Regions from separate parts of the Macaca mulatta genome. Here all the other regions are linked to region 2. The links are chromatin contacts, called in public Hi-C maps. All regions are on one chromosome and are shown on one strand. Each heading gives the region's core, a stretch centred on a gene start, on an enhancer-like site or on the middle of the called end of the contact. The rest is flanking DNA. Distances are from core to core; before and after follow the strand shown.

The links. A called contact is a pair of places that touch in the nucleus more often than the background predicts.
Region 1: a Hi-C map of blood shows a contact between it and region 2, with 5 times the contacts expected there. The contact joins the promoter of FHIP1B here to the promoter of ARFIP2 in region 2. A contact is called at or near these places in 4 of 14 Hi-C or Micro-C datasets (CD4 T cells, blood, fetal cortex germinal zone and 1 more).
Region 3: a Hi-C map of blood shows a contact between it and region 2, with 4 times the contacts expected there. The contact joins the promoter of MRPL17 here to the promoter of ARFIP2 in region 2. A contact is called at or near these places in 2 of 14 Hi-C or Micro-C datasets (blood and cortical neurons).

The regions. Positions count from the first base shown.
Region 1 is chr14:59,554,390-59,557,608 of T2T-MMU8v2.0, forward strand. It overlaps FHIP1B (FHF complex subunit HOOK interacting protein 1B), which reads left to right and starts at 1,779. Exons shown (of 12, transcript NM_001194481.2): 1 at 1,779-1,946.
Region 2 is chr14:59,303,081-59,306,216 of T2T-MMU8v2.0, forward strand. It overlaps ARFIP2 (ADP ribosylation factor interacting protein 2), which reads left to right and starts at 1,704. Exons shown (of 8, transcript XM_015114974.3): 1 at 1,704-1,813; 2 at 2,626-2,726; 3 at 2,978-3,074. The coding sequence starts at 2,628. It overlaps TIMM10B (translocase of inner mitochondrial membrane 10B), which reads right to left and starts at 1,545. Exons shown (of 4, transcript XR_013404052.1): 1 at 1,381-1,545; 2 at 1,194-1,289; 3 at 758-1,002; 4 at 1-210.
Region 3 is chr14:59,100,464-59,103,595 of T2T-MMU8v2.0, forward strand. It overlaps MRPL17 (mitochondrial ribosomal protein L17), which reads left to right and starts at 1,557. Exons shown (of 3, transcript NM_001193734.2): 1 at 1,557-1,834; 2 at 2,143-2,211; 3 at 2,556-3,132. The coding sequence starts at 1,661. The coding sequence ends at 2,840.

The sequences.
Region 1 (3,219 bases), core at 529-3,028, 250 kb after region 2:
CCACCCAATAATCAAACCATGGTGATCTACCTTCTAGAAGTCCACATGTCCACTTCTCTGCATTTCTGCTACTCTAGTTTGGGCCTTATCAGCTTGTTTGGCCTTCTGCAAAGTCCCCCTCACTATCAATCTATGTATAAAATTCTTTATAGCTATCATCCCAAAAATAAAATCTAAATTCCTTAACATGGTTTATAAAGTTCTCCAGTCCATGTCTTCAGCCTCATCTCACAATGTTTCCTCACATGTTGCCTAGGCTCCAGACACACTATACTGACTGCAGTTCTTATAGCACCTCCCACATGCTGTCCATTCTTCCTTTCTCTGGTATATGTTGATCCTTTGGTCTGAAACTTCGATTTCTTTTTAAATACTTTTTATTTGAACTAATTTTAGGCTTACAGAAAAGTTGTAAAAATAATACAGGGTTCTTATGAATTCCTTATCCATGTTCCCCTAACGTTATGATCTTATATAACTAGAGCACAATGATAAAAACCAGGTATTTAACATTGGCAAAATACTTTTTTTTTTTTTTTTTGGAGACGGAGTCTCACCCTGTTGCCCAGGCTGGAATGCAGTGGTGCCATATCGGCTCACTGCAACCTCCGCCTCCCAGGTTCAAGCGATTTCCCAGGTTCAAGCGATTCTCCTGCCCCAGCCTCCCAAGTAGCTGGGATTACAGGAGCACGTCACTACGCCCAGCTAACTTTTGTATTTTCAGTAAAGACGGGGTTTCACTATGTTGGTCAGGCTGGTCTCGAACTCTTGACCTCGTGATCCGCCAGCCTCGGCCTCCCAAAGTGCTGGGATTACAGGCGTGAGCCACTGCGCCCAGCCGGTAAAATACTTTTAAAACTACATACTTTATCTGAAACTTCTATTTTTCTATTTTAGTTTATCTTACTCTTGCTTGTTTCCCAAGACTCGGCTTAGACACCATCTCCTCCTGGAAATCTTCTTTAAGCTCCTTCACCATACCTTCCTCTCATCCTCTATACATACAAATCATGCTAAGTGCTGCTTCTAGATGGCCCCCGTAGTAATGCACTTATCACACTACGTTGCAATTCTCTGAGGTCCCGGAGAGCAGAGACTGGTTCTAACTGATCTGGAATCCAGCTGGGCATGCAGGTACTTATTCCGTGTTCCTTGACTAAGTGCTCAAGGGGTCACGGAGCAGCACAGCACAAAGGTGTTGGGCGAGCCAGGGGCAGTCATCGCTGGGGTACTAGAGACCAAGCTATGCACGACGAGGCAGCAAAATGAACTAGAATGCCCGCAGTCAGCCCTCTCCAGGCCTCGCTTTTCCGCAGGCCGGGCCCACCTAATGATTCCTCCTGTCTTTTCGTGATAGCCACGCCCCTCATGCCCACTCTTCCACTCCACGCGTCGCCCGGAATCCGTGGCCCCACCCCTTTCTCGTCTTTCTTCCGGCTCCATCTCTCTCAAGCCCCGCTCTTCTGATCTTTCCCTGCCTGTAAAAGTCGCGTCTCTCCTTAGGTCCCGCCTTCTGCCCTCTGGTTCGACCTTTCCTTCCCGGGCTCCGCCTCCGCTCTGCGGGCCTCCACCTTCCCTGAGGCCTTCCCCTATGACACGCCGGAGTCCCTCTGAGGGGCGGGATTTACGTACGAAGGGGCGGAACCAAGAGGAGAGGCGGTGCTCCTCCCTCGGATAGCCGTCGGCGATCCCGCCCCTGCGTTCAGCCGTTGCCAGGAAACAAGCGTCCTTGCTCCGGTTTGGTCGGGCTCAGCCAATGAGCTGGCACGCCATTGCCCAGTCGTGCGTCGCCGGGCGGTTACGTGTGGTGCGCGGGGGCGCGGACTGCGTGTGGCGTGGGGCGGGGCGCGGTTGGTGCGCCTGAGAAGCGATGGCGGCGGTCTGAACTCACCTAACACTGCCGCAACAAGCGGGCCCGGCCAGGTTCGGCGTTCCGTGAGTGAACAGTACGCATGGGCCAGAGGGCCTGGAGAGGCAGGCGCTTGGGAGGATGAGAGACTGGGAAAAGACAGTGCCGGGTTTGGTTACTGTACTGGTTGTGAGGTGTTGGCAGGTGGTGAGGGTCCGGGTGTGAGTGGCTAAGATAAGAGAAGGAAGATGAGAGCTTACAGGTGAGTGGACAAATGAGGGGCTGTGAGAGGCTGGCTGCTTTCGGAGGTGCCAAGTTGAAGGGACTCCTGAACGCGGTTTACTAAAGCTGGGGCCACTGAGGGCTGAGTTGAAGGATACTCTGGGACTAGTGTGAGGGGGTAAGGCCTGCGCGAGGAGAGGGAGAGTCAAAGGCGCAGCTGGGAGCCTGCGGGGTGGCGGCAAATTGGTGAGGGAGTTAAAGGCGGGGCATGGATGGAGGGAATTAGGGCTGTGAGACTTGGATAAAGGTGAGAGGTTGATTCTGAGGCCTCCCTCGATGGACTGTCATGTTCAGTAAGAGCAATAGTTTAGGCGAAGTAGGGCAGCTTGGATGGAAGTGTTGTGCACCTGACTCCTCTGCTCCCATGGACTTTCCATATTCTGGAGGACAAGAAAATGAAGGTGTGTTGGGCAGTAGTACTATGGTAATGAAAATAATATTTGAGGCTCAGTCTTCAGCAGAGTAATCACTGAAACTTCAGTTCCTTCGACTCCCTCCTCTGGACTGCATAGTTGAAGATGGGCCCTCTCATGAAGGGTTTTGCGCTGTGACAGCTTGTGTTTTCTCTCTACCTCCTTCTGGACAACCTTATTCGACTGCTGCTCCTTACCTGTGCTTAACTGTGGGTCTTTGATTGGACTGACCATATTCAGTTGCTAATTCTACTTTTATGGAGGTCATATGGTTTGCCCTATACAGCACTGTATTTAGGGTTCCGAACAGGGTGGCCTTGCTGTCCTTTCTTACAGTTGAATGTTTTAAAAAGCTAGCATATATTATATTTAAAATGTATGTTTGATGAGTTTTGACATGTGTAAACATCTGTGAAACCCATCATCACTCTCAAGATACTGAACATTTCAACCACCTGAAAATTCATCTCTTCATCTCCACACCCTGTAATTGGGTTCATCTTACTAGCATTCTTTTAGGTCCTCTTCTCCCCACCAACCCAAATGCACATGAAATTCTGGAAAGTTGTGTTGGCATTCAGTGATAACGGCCGCTTTCATACTACTAAATTTTCCTCTCTACTGCTAGTCTGTCATGGGGTTGGGACATCCTGATTCTTTCCACACTCAGGAAGA
Region 2 (3,136 bases), core at 454-2,953:
AGGTTTTACTGCTCATCCTGAGAAGACTGTACAAACTAAGAAAGTAACAACCTGGGGAAATGGCTGAAGTTCCAAGACTCCAGACTTCTTACAGGTTTCATCTCTCTTCTGTGGCCACTAACTTCTCAAGGAGGCAGTGCCCAAAAGCCCTGTGGTTTTTTGATCCGTTGTACTTCGACAGCTTCTCCTTTCCCTAGATCCAGCAGAATTCTAGACATATAAGACATAGTTCACAAAACAACAGTTATGAACCAACAAATACTTGGTTCACGGTTATAAGCCATTGAAGTCAGTCAGACTTAAGGACAACTAGACAGAGCTCCCATTTTCTGTCATCTGGGCAGGAACCAATCTCCTTTTGTATCAAATGGCCTTCTGGTACATTCTGGAATCTTGCTTCCTCATCTATTTAGTGAGGCTAATACCGCTTACTTGTAGTTTTGTTGTAAACTAAGATAAAGCCTGACATATTACTCATTTTAAAATTGTACACACAGACCCTGCTTTAACCAGATGCCTGCAAATACTCAGGTTTTCCTTCTACATATAGAAGACAACTTATCAGCTGCCAGGGCTGAAGCCAGCAGATATGGCTAAATGACAGAACAAAGGATTATGCCAATAAAGTATGCAAAGCTTCCTTGCCCAGAATATAAATCAAACAGAGTAAAAAGCGAGTATATTGGCTCCAGGAAAAGGAGCAAGGACAGCCAGTTTTCAGGCGACCTCGAATTCTCTCCGTTTAGGATTCACCAACCCTAAGGTCCACTGGGTCCTTCAATCTGAGGGTCCATCCAGGGCCTTCCCTCCTGGGGTTGGAGATGGCTAGCTGCCTGATGGAGAGACCCCAGGCTGCTCAGCAGCAACGCCTGGCACAGCCGAGACAGCCTCGTAGTCTGCGATGCGGCGCTGTACCAGGGCAGGCATGAGCTGCACGTAAGCGGCCATGAGGCGGTGGTTGGAATGGATCAGCTTCCCAGCACAGCTGTGCAGACAGGCCTCCTAGAAGGAAGATAGGGTTTAAGCGGAGGACAAAGGTGTCCTGTCGGGCCCGCCTCCTTCCTTCCCCATGCACAGCCTAGGGGTGAGGGTCTGGGAAGGCCAGGACCAGAGGTAGGGGAAGTGGGGTGAGGAGGGAAGCAGTCTACCGCTAAACTCTGTTTGCAGCGTAACCTCCTTACACAGTTCCCCACCTCCTCAGCGTCCAGAGCTCGGTGGTGCAAGCTGGGCACACAACGCTGGAAGCAGAGTTCTGTCATCCGATTGTAGACCAACAGGAAGTCACGCAGCTGGGAGAAAACCGGGACCACGAACTCAGCGATATGTGCCCCACACTTCTACTCAAGGTCGCGCAGCCCAAAGTTTCCCAGGCCCGCGCACCATAACCCGAAGTTTCCAGCCCTCAGATCCCTGGCTCTATGGGGTTTCCGCGATGTGTGCAGGAATGCGAGCTGAACGTCTGGCCCCGAAACGACTTAGTTCTCACTCACGTTTCTCAGTTGCTGTTGCTGCTGCTGCTGCTCCATCACGCCACCGGCGCATGCTCTACGCCACTTCCTTTTCAGCTTCTCGGTGCCGCCCCGGAAGTAACCTCTCGCTGCTCTCGAGAACCAAGCTAGAGTATCGCCCTGCCCCGGCTTCGACGTCACTTCCGCCCTTATAATCTGCGACGTGGCCGGCTTCTTCTGCCCGGAGAGGACGTCACTTCCGCCGAGTCCCTGACCTGCTGCTAGGATCGCGACGGGAACTGGAGCCCGAGGTCCCCGCGCGGCCCGGGCCTGGCGCCCTGAGGGGAAGAGCGGCCCGGCCCGAGGTGAGAGGGACATGCTTGGGCGACGGGAAGTTGAACGCACAAACCTGTCCAGAGGGCAAGATGCCCCGAGCCCTGGGGAAGAATGAGGACACACCTGATGTCCAGGTGTATGGGGGTGGGGGCGGGGACTCACATACCTGGGAGACTGACTGTGGAAGGGATCACCGATATCCTGGTAAAGACAGGCTTTTGCCAGAGACTGGGAACATACACCAACTGATCTAACTAAGGCCTGGTGGGGAGGGCCCAAGGAAGAGGAGTTGTATGAGACGTAGGAGGGGAGACCCCCTGAAGGAAGGGGGAAGAAACACTAAAGGAGTGAGAAAGGCCAAGCAATGGAGAACAAACCTGAATGGGGGGTGAAGACCTGAGCCCTGGAAAGGGTCCATCTCCTGCTCAGCATAAACACGCCTGCATGGAGATAAGTTCTAAGAGAGCTACTTTCCCTCTTCACTGTTGTATTTTCATTGTCACAAATAGTACCTGACACAGAGTAGGCACTCACTAAATGTCTGCTGAATGACTGAATGAGTGTAGAATAATCACCAGAGGCCTGGTGAGGTTGGGGGCTTGTGAGAAGACACCGTGCTTTGGTGTGCCTGTGTACAAATGTGCATTTTGGAGGGGAGAAATACATATACCTGAAGAAAGGAATGATGACCAAACGCTGGGACACTCAAACCCTGGGACAGCCTTTAAAGAAATGACAGAGGAGGCTTCCTTCTTCTAGAGTGCTGGCCAGTGCCCAGAACTTCTGTGTTGGGCTTTGCAGGGTGCTGGGGTGGAGAGTTTTACTCCAATACCTTTCCTAGCCATGACGGACGGGATCCTAGGGAAGGCAGCCACAATGGAGATCCCTATCCACGGGAACGGTGAAGCCAGGCAGCTTCCTGAAGATGATGGGCTGGAGCAGGTGCTTCTGTTTGATTCTTCTAATTGTTTCAATTTAGGAATCCAATTTATAAATCCTGGGTTCTCACCCTCCATTCCAGTAGCCTTCCCCTGAACTTATCTGACTCCCTTAATTTTACATATCATTTTGATTCTGTGCAGACTTCCCTTGTGTAGTGTCTTTATGATGCTTGAATCCAAACTTGTTCCCACCTCCAAAATGCTTCTGCAGTCCCTATGTTCCTGAAGCAACCCCTCTTCTCTGGCCTATAGGACCTCCAGCAAGTGATGGTGTCAGGACCCAACCTCAATGAAACCAGCATTGTGTCTGGTGGCTATGGGGGCTCTGGTGATGGACTCATCCCCACAGGTATGAACAGAAACAGGAAGCTTGGGTGGAGGAGGGGACAGGAATGGTTTGGGGAAGCATAG
Region 3 (3,132 bases), core at 307-2,806, 200 kb before region 2:
ATGTACACGTAAAGAGGAGTGAATTCATTTCCTAAGACTGCTGTAACAAACTATCACAAACTGTGGAACTTAAAACAGCAGAAATTTATTGTTTTGTGGCTCTGGAGGCTAGAAGTAAGAAAGCAATGTGTTAGCAGCAGGGTCATGCTCTCTGACGGATCTGAAAAAGAATACGTTTTATACCTTTCCCTTGGCTTCAGGTGTGCTCCAGCAATCAATCTTTGGAGTTCATTCACTGATTTGCAACTGCTGAACTCCATAATCTCTGCTTTCAAGGTCACATGGCTTTCTCCCTATATGTCTCTGTCTTTACCTGGTCAGCATTACCCTGAGTGTCCATCTGTCTCTCTTCATACGCTTTTTTTTTTTTTTTTTTTTTTTTTCTTTTTTGAGATGGAGTCTGACTCTGTCGCCCAGGCTAGAGTGCAGTGGCCTCATCTCAGCCCACTGCAACCTCGCCTCCTGGGTTCAAGCTATTCTCCTGCCTCAGCCTCCCGTGTAGCTGGAATTACAGGCATGAGCCACCACACCCGGCTAATTTTTGTGTTTTTAGTAGAGACGTGTTGGCCAGGCTGTTGGCCAGCATGTTGGCCAGGCTGGTCTCGAATTCCTGACCTCAGGTGATCCGCCCGCCTCGGCCTCCCAAAGTGCTGGAATTACAGGCGTGAGCCACCGTGCCCGACCTGTATATATGTATGTACGTATATATGTATCTATCTATCTATCTATCTGGCCACTAGGCATTTTGGATTAGGTGCCCACCTATACCCGTATGGCTTCATCTTAACAAATTACATCTACAATGACCCTATTTCCACATAAGGTCACATTCTGAGTTACTGCAGGTTAGGACTTAACACAGCTTTTTGGGGACGGGAAGAATCACGAGGGAAGACACAATTCAACCCATAACAAGGAATAATTTTGACAGTTATTGCCAATTTGCAGATGTTAAGGCTCAAAAACAAACTACAATATTACTGTTCATTAACACACAAATGTGTAGGTATGTTTTTTCCCCTTAAAAAAACACACTGGTGTAATTAAAAACAATCCACTACTTTTCCCTTTAGCGCTGTAAATTTTTTAACTGGAATGATTACTTCAACAAAAGAAAAATTTCACTATCTGCGTTTCTTTTCCGGTCATCGTTATTATCCGTTTTACTATTACTACTGAAAATCACTGTTAAAAACGATGCGTACAGGTGTCAACAAGGCTAGCTGTTCACTGCTGGACCCCGTAGGGCCGTCAGCCCGCAGGGCTCCGACCCCTCCGGGTGCCTTTCTCCTCAGACGCTCTCTTTCCCAGGAGGCTCCGCGGCGGAGCGTCCCATCGCCCTAAAAGCCACTGGCTGACGCAGCCAAAAAAAAAAAAACCCCGATGGCCCGCTTATCCCACACTAGGGGGCGCCTGCTTCTCCGGCCGCCACAGAGCGCTCTGGATGCCTGAAGCCCGCCCAGCTCGCCGCCTCTAGAAAAGCTCAACACCATTTCTCCGCCCTTCCCGAGATTGCCAACGAGGCAGGCTCTGATGCGCATGCGCAAACACGTTCGCCACGCTCGGAGCTAAGGCGCATGCGTCCCCTGAAATTGCCGCCACCCGGTCTACCTTCCAGTTTCCAGTTCCGGCCTCCAAGGGGCGGGCAGAAGCTGGAAACATGCGGCTGTCGGTCGCTGCAGCCATCTCCCATGGCCGCGTATTTCGCCGTCTGGGCCTCGGTCCCGAGTCCCGCATCCATCTGTTGCGGAACTTGCTCACAGGGCTGGTGCGGCACGAACGCATCGAGGCACCATGGGCGCGTGTGGACGAGATGAGGGGCTACGCGGAGAAGGTGAGGAGCGGGGCCCTCTTGTCCACTCTGCGGGTCTAGTCTGAGGGGGCGGGGCCGGCTGCAAGTGGAAAGGGACTGGGACCAACCTGGTAAACCATTCCCCAAGTCTGAGTCTTCTAGGACCCTCAGCTGAACCCGCCCCTCCATCGCCTCTAATGGAAGACTGGTTAGGGCTGCGGAGTTAAGAGATGGCGTAGATTGGAGATGGTTTGCTAGTGGAAAGAATGCATTGCGGTCCGGTATTAGAGAAATTAGATTGGCACCTTGTTTTCTTGCTCGGTTGGATCCGTGATGTTATGTCCTCACAGCTCATCGACTATGGGAAGCTGGGAGACACCAACGAACGAGCCATGCGCATGGCTGACTTCTGGCTCACAGTGAGTGCGTCCTATCGGCCTTCAGAATCCCACCCTTTACTCCCTAGGGGTAGGGGTTGGAAGAAGGAGAACTGTGCAGAATTAAGCTTGGGTACTCACTTATGGGCCAATGTTGTTAACTAAATTAGAAACTGTGTCTTAAGTTAGTTGAAGTCGATGTCAATATACCTCTGCACAACTGCCTATAAACGACTCCTTTGTGTAACATTGACTCTACCAGATTGGTGAGGGGCGGGGGAGGTCTTTCTATGTGTGGATGGACCTTATCTTTGGGAGTGGCCTAAAGTTAAATGCCTCTGCAGTTTTCCCTGACTCTTCTGTCTCTTGGATAATTCTCCCTCTAGGAGAAAGACTTGATCCCAAAGCTGTTTCAAGTTCTGGCCCCTCGATACAAAGATCAAAATGGGGGCTACACAAGAATGCTGCAGATCCCAAATCGGAGTTTGGATCGGGCCAAAATGGCAGTGATCGAGTATAAAGGGAACTGCCTCCCACCCCTGCCTCTGCCTCGCAGAGACAGCCACCTTACACTCCTAAACCAGCTGCTGCAGGGTTTGCGGCAGGACCTCAGCCAGAGCCAGGAAGCAAGCAACCACAGCTCCCACACAGCTCAAACACCAAGGATTTAACTGGATCTGAAGAGTCTGCAGCCCTTAATCAGTGCCCATGATCACAGGCCTTTGGAGCGCTTTTACTCTCTGAGAAGAACTGGAGCTAGAGATGTAAAATGGACAGTCTTAATGGGATTGAGAACCTTCTGGGAGCCAGATGACCCTCTCTTTGCACAATAGATAAAAGTCTTTATATGAATATATATAAGTTCATTTCTTTTTTCCCTCCTGTGGGATTTCTGGAGAATGAGAATTACCCAAATGCTCAGTCTACCTGGGATAGTAAATTCCTGGCTTATGCTTCTGGTCC